Linked DNA regions of Mus musculus: region 1 is linked to region 2. The links are chromatin contacts, called in public Hi-C maps. All regions are on one chromosome and are shown on one strand. Each heading gives the region's core, a stretch centred on a gene start, on an enhancer-like site or on the middle of the called end of the contact. The rest is flanking DNA. Distances are from core to core; before and after follow the strand shown. Region 1 holds the start of Cabcoco1 (ciliary associated calcium binding coiled-coil 1). Region 2 has its middle 15 kb from the start of Gm40683.

What was found. Hi-C and Micro-C count contacts between places; a contact is called where the count stands out from the background.
Region 1: a contact with region 2 is called in a Hi-C map of B cells, with 1.9 times the contacts expected there. The contact joins the promoter of Cabcoco1 here to the enhancer-like site in region 2. A contact is called at or near these places in 4 of 39 promoter capture datasets (3T3-L1-derived adipocytes, liver, neutrophils and 1 more), 3 of 484 Hi-C or Micro-C datasets (B cells, epidermal suprabasal cells and nephron progenitors) and 1 of 115 datasets of contacts at active chromatin or transcription factors (pancreatic cancer cells).

The regions. Positions count from the first base shown.
Region 1 is chr10:68,540,591-68,543,448 of GRCm38.p6, forward strand. It overlaps Cabcoco1 (ciliary associated calcium binding coiled-coil 1), which reads right to left and starts at 1,285. Exons shown (of 8, transcript NM_028491.1): 1 at 1,157-1,285. The coding sequence starts at 1,267.
Region 2 is chr10:68,369,808-68,372,507 of GRCm38.p6, forward strand. No RefSeq gene overlaps it. Among named protein-coding and RNA genes, the nearest start is that of Gm40683, 15 kb to the right of the region's middle. Within about 2 kb of position 1,339, at least 5 of the 459 cell types and tissues checked have an H3K27ac peak or open chromatin away from gene starts, as enhancers often do. A contact at or near this core is called in B cells, where this site is marked.

The DNA.
Region 1 (2,858 bases), core at 35-2,534, 170 kb after region 2:
CATGTTAAAATGTGCATTTAATGTATGCTAATTTTATTTAGAAAGGCTCATGGGAGACCCTGCAGGCTTAGCGGTCTGCCTGCAGTACTGGGGGACTTGGAGGGGGTGGAGTGGGACTGGCTTGCTTGCTCCCTTGTTGAAGAGGAAGGCATGAAATTACTGGCTTTGTGCTTCCTGACTGCTGAGTCTGCAGCGAAATACTTATCTTCTTCACAAAGACTGTTGTTGTTTGGACTAATATGGAAGCTGAACAAAGCTGTGTTAATTAACACTTCATTATTCACTCCTCAGAGTCTTTAAAAAAAAAAAGGAAGGGAAAAAATAACCTCATGGAAACTGTACTTGATAGACTCAGTGAGGAGATTTAAACAGTAAAAAAAAAAAAAAGATGGCTTAGCTGATGCACTTGCGGTTAAATTCTTAGCAAGGAGTGCAGCACCTTCTGCCAAAACTGAACACCTGACCTTCATCACTAGGACGCATATGGACAACCATCAAGTGGTCCTCTGACTTCCACACTGAGCACTGGGACTGGGACTTTCATCCACCCACCCACAAATAAGTGAAAATGCAATAGTAATAACCCTTTAAGCATTAAGTCTAGGGTCACGATGAGTTAATGCTCCACACACATTGATAGCTGGTGCTAGGAGGGGGTGGTAGATGACCTTGTGTTACCCAAGAGGTCCCTGGAGTACCAGGGACAAATTCACTATGAGCCATGAGGCCAGGGGCAGAGAACAGACTCTCAGCTCAGGGTGTTTGGTCTTGTCTCCTGGGACAGGGACAGGTGACAACAGAAACTAACCATGACTCACTCAGAAAGCAGCAATCTTTAACACCCTTTGAACAGTTGTTGATCTTCCCAGTCAATCAATGGCACTTGCAAAAAGGGACGGGTCCCCTTTAAGATCAGAGATTACTTTTTGTTTTTCCAGTTAAAGATTTGCATATCTGTGAGGCTGCGTGAGCCTGGAACTTTCCAGAGTAAGCTCACAGGGTCTGTGTGAGCTTCAGGGGTCCTGGAGACCTCTGCCCCAAGGATCAGCTTGCAAGCCTTTACCGCTTGAGTCCCAGGCAGCTCTGACCTTGACCTTGAGTGACCTTGGTGTTAGCCAAGGACCCGGTACTGGACTTCCCGGAAAGGGACACATACCTCAGAGTCAGAAGTGCTGCCTACTGGCGACACCCCAGGGGTGGTCAACGCCCAGGAGGTCAATCCTGTGGACGACCCTGACACGTTTTCTTTAGAGGAAGCAGCCTTCATCGCCAAGGCAACCGTGGTGGGAGGCAGTGACGCCTAACCGAAGCTCAGGCCCCGCCCACTCACGGGAGCCCGTGAGGCCACCTGCTGCTCGAATTACAGTGGAAACTGAGAAATTTACTTCAGAAGCAATTCTGGAGTTGACACAGAAAGCTAACTCTAAAAGGGAGACGATAAGCGATTTGGGGGCTCTGGCTCTTAATGGTTGATCTTAAGCAATTTTTATAACGTTTAAAAGTCTGATCCGTGGCATTGTGGTCTTCAGTAGGAAAAACTGACTCTAATTTTAGAGGTGTATATTTAGCTAGTGATGGAAGGGGCAATCTGCAACTTACTTCAAAATACCGAGAGAGGCAAATGGACTTGTGAATTAAAATTGCGGAAGAGGTGGGGTTAGAACACTGTCTCCTCTAGCAACTGTTTGAAATTTCCATAATACAAAGACTCTAAACAAGGAGGTATTAGATTGGGAGTATGAAGAGCCTCCCTCCACCCACTCCACCTTGGTAGCCCAGGCTGAAGAGGATCTTGAATTGCTGACCTCCTACCTCCAGCTCCCAAGAGCTTACAATCAAGGGCACCATACCCAATTTATGCAAGCACACACTGAACCCAGTGTCACCCGAGTCCTGGGTAAACACCTTAACCACTGAGCTACAAGCCCGATCCTACATATTTGGATATTTTTTGGTTATTCAATGCTTCCTTTGGCTGCGGGATGCACCATACATTTACCTGCTTGGAGGCTGCTACCCACGCAAGACGCTTACTGTCAAATCCATACACTACGGGGTCGGTTCCTCCACGCATACAACAAAATCCCAACCCCTAACGGCTTCAAAGCTTTCCAAAGAGATCAAACCGATTATTGTATTAGAAATGTTCAGGGGATCTTGTCACCTCCTAGTGTTCACAGTGCTGGTGTCTGTGTTAAACTTTCCTGGCTGGATACATGCTGTGCAAAGCCACCAGCTTACCAAATCAGAATGCTTCTCTCCAGTTGCCTTTCAGAGAAAATTTAACATGTTCTTGTACGTAGCTTTATAACCATGTCTGTCCCTCAAGTGTTTTCGTAGTTTAAACAACCCAAATCCTGGTATAGCCCACCTCTATTCAAGAGTCATCTGTAGCTTAATTCACAGACATTCCATCTCTTCAAGCAGGTTGTAATGTCGCTTTTCCTTGGAATTTTTACTCTTCGAGGGACTGACTGAGTTCTCAGTACAAAGTATTAACTCAACAACATGGCTATGACTTTTAACCCCACTTTAAAAGGATTTTAGAATGTGTTCAATTAGTGAAAATACAGTCAATTCATAGTTATTGCCAGACTTACTATGAGCCACCAACTTCCAAACTCATTAAAGTGTTTAATATTTTTCTCTCTCTTTTTTTTTTCCTTTTGATCTTTACTCCAAAGAAATGGAATGCAGCTAGCCACCTTCTGTGAAGTTGAATGGCTCACATTCCTGCAATTTAGTGCTTGCTAAACTGCAAACACATTTATTTCTCCTAAGAGTAGTTTGTGGTTTCCTCCGACCGTGGGACGGATTTAGCTGGCCTTTAGTTCTTTTGCCCTCTCTTTGGCAATTTT
Region 2 (2,700 bases), core at 89-2,588:
CTGTGGTTCTGGCTTCTGTCTCTAATTCATCTCCTTTTGATGAAAAGATGACATTGTGATTTGGTTTTAAGGGAATTTGACTTAGGGAAATTGGCTCAAGAGTGAAAAGGATAGAAAGATAGGAGAGATTAGATGTGACAGAAGGAGAGATTAGATGTGACAGAATAATGAGCTATCTAGCCCTGAGATGAACCTGACTGTATTGTCCCTTTGTAGCATGTGTACAGCTATCCTCATTCAGGTGGCTGGCTTACTGTTGTGACCACAAGGGCTCTCTAGAAGAACAGAATACGAAGACTGACTATATATCCAAGGGAGATTCATTAGATTGGCATGTACCAGAGGATCTTGGTAGCCTAAGGTTTAGAACTTGGGAGTAACTCAGTCTGCAAAGCTGGTGCTGACAGCCTAGTGCATCCCTAGGCAGACAGTTGTCTCCAGTCCATGCTGGAGCTGGGAGAAGCTGGTTCTCGTATCAGGGAAGGGATGCAATGGTGTATAGGAGCTCAGCCTTGAGCGGGAAGATGTGTGGGCAAAAAGCAAAGCCTTTTCTTCACATCTCTCCGCTGCCCGTGATGACAGCAGAAGGAGCCATCTGTATCTGTGGCAGGTTTTCCTACTTCCTATTACCAAATAAAGAGCATTCTTCACAGGTGTTGGCCAACAGCTTGTCTTTCAGTTGGTTCTAGATCCAGTCAAATGGACAACAAGATGATCGCACAGACCATCTTTCCAGACTGGCATGTCACCTCCCTGAGAGCAAGGAGTAAAGATGACATCCACCCCATTCCTCAGCTTATATCCAAGGACTTGTACCTATAAATAGGTAGAAGATGAGTCAATGAGTATCCATAGAGCAAGCAAGGAAGTTCTGTGTAGTTTTGGTTAAATGAGGAGCAATGTACTGTCCCCCAGTCTCAGGGACATGGTAGTTACCTGATTATCCAGTTGTCTTGGTTGTATAGTATTCCTGTTAGCCTGGCAGAGAGACAGAAAGTAAAGAAAGGGCCTGCATTCAGATTAAACAAGAGAGGCCAGATGGGGACAATTTAAAACTCCACAAACATGTACCATCTATGGGCCAGGCATTATGGGATGGCAAGGGGGAAGGCCATACAGGTGAGATTAAGATCAATTGCATCAGAGTTTGAAAGGGGGCAAGATTGTGGGCTTGGGGTGAATAGTAGCCTCAAAGAAAAGTCAGCGACTCAAGTAGAATTTAGATAACGCATGAGATGTTTCTAGAATAAAAGCAACAGGTACTCCAATAAAAGCCAGAGGTGTGCTGAGCACTCAGCGCACTGTTTACTTCATTCATTTTATTTCGTCTTTGTAGATCAATCAATGAAGCAAGGCTGTAATGAGGAAGTAACCTTCCCAGGGGAGCTGTCACTCGAATGTGGGCCTTTCCAACGGTAATTTTTGCAGAGTGACGATGATAGTTAACAGTTCTCACCTTCTTTCTCTACAGTGGGAAAAGCCCGTTCTTTGTTGGATCAGTTCAAGACCCTTTGCCTGCAGACTTTTATGAGTGAATACACCTCAATGAGAGTATCAGTCTCATTATATTGCAACTGTCCAGGAACATGGAGAGAGAAGCCATGTGAATCTGTTGCTTCCTTCAGATGAACGATGGGCATCGATTTTGTAGTATAAGCGACTGATAAAAGAGAGGATTTCTCAACATAGATGGAAGTGTTCAGATGAGCTCAATGGCCTCCAGAGGCATGTCTTAGGAAAAAACCCTAGATCCCAGATTGACTGCAAGTGGGAGTTAAGGACAGAGGAAGAACAGAAGCGATGAAGAAATCACTCATCTGGCAACGACCCAGTGAGAACTTTCTTCGAGGTACAGGAAACAGTTTCTTGTCATGAGCCCTTCATGGCCATCACGGCAGGAAACAAGATGACCTGGAGGTTTCTGAAGATGTTAAAAATATTTGAATGGCTACCTTGAAGCCAGGAGAAAAAGAAGGAACATATCCGACCAATGCATAACCAGGTCTCCTTGCTTAGGAAGAGGTTAAGCTCTTGTTTAGAAGTTCACCCTGTGTTAAATACTTGAAGTTAGCAATGTGGCAGGACATTCCGCACTCTCTGGAGTGGACATGGGCTTGGCTGGGCTCTGGGAAGCTGCAGAAATGAAAGCAGGAGGCCAGGCATTTCATGTGACATACATGCTTACTGTGCTTCATGCGGGCCTCCGCTTGGTTTTATGCTTTAAGTAGCAGTTCTCAACCTGGATGTTGCAACGCCTTTGGAGGTCGAATGGCCACTTCACCTGGGTCATGTATCAGATATCCTGCATACCAGATATTTACATCAAGATTCATAACAGTGGTGAAATTGTAGTTATGAAGTAGCAACAAAAATAATTTTATGGTTGAGGTGGGAGGGGGGTCACCACGGCATGAGGAACTGCATTGAAGAGTTGCAGCATTAGGAAGGTTGAGAACATTGCTTTACAGGGAATGTGTGTGTGTGTGTGTGTGTGTGTGTGTGTGTGTGTGTGTGTGTGTGTGTACATTACCTTGAATTCCTGAAGGTTAAGTCAAGGTAGACTACACCTCTTGGACTTTTCTGGTGACATTTCATGCAGACTGCTGCGTCTGGCAAGACCACTTGTGAGGAACCCCCAGTTACTAGTATTTAAATGAAAATCTGCAGATTTGTGATTTCTGGGGAGGGGTCAGCATGGAC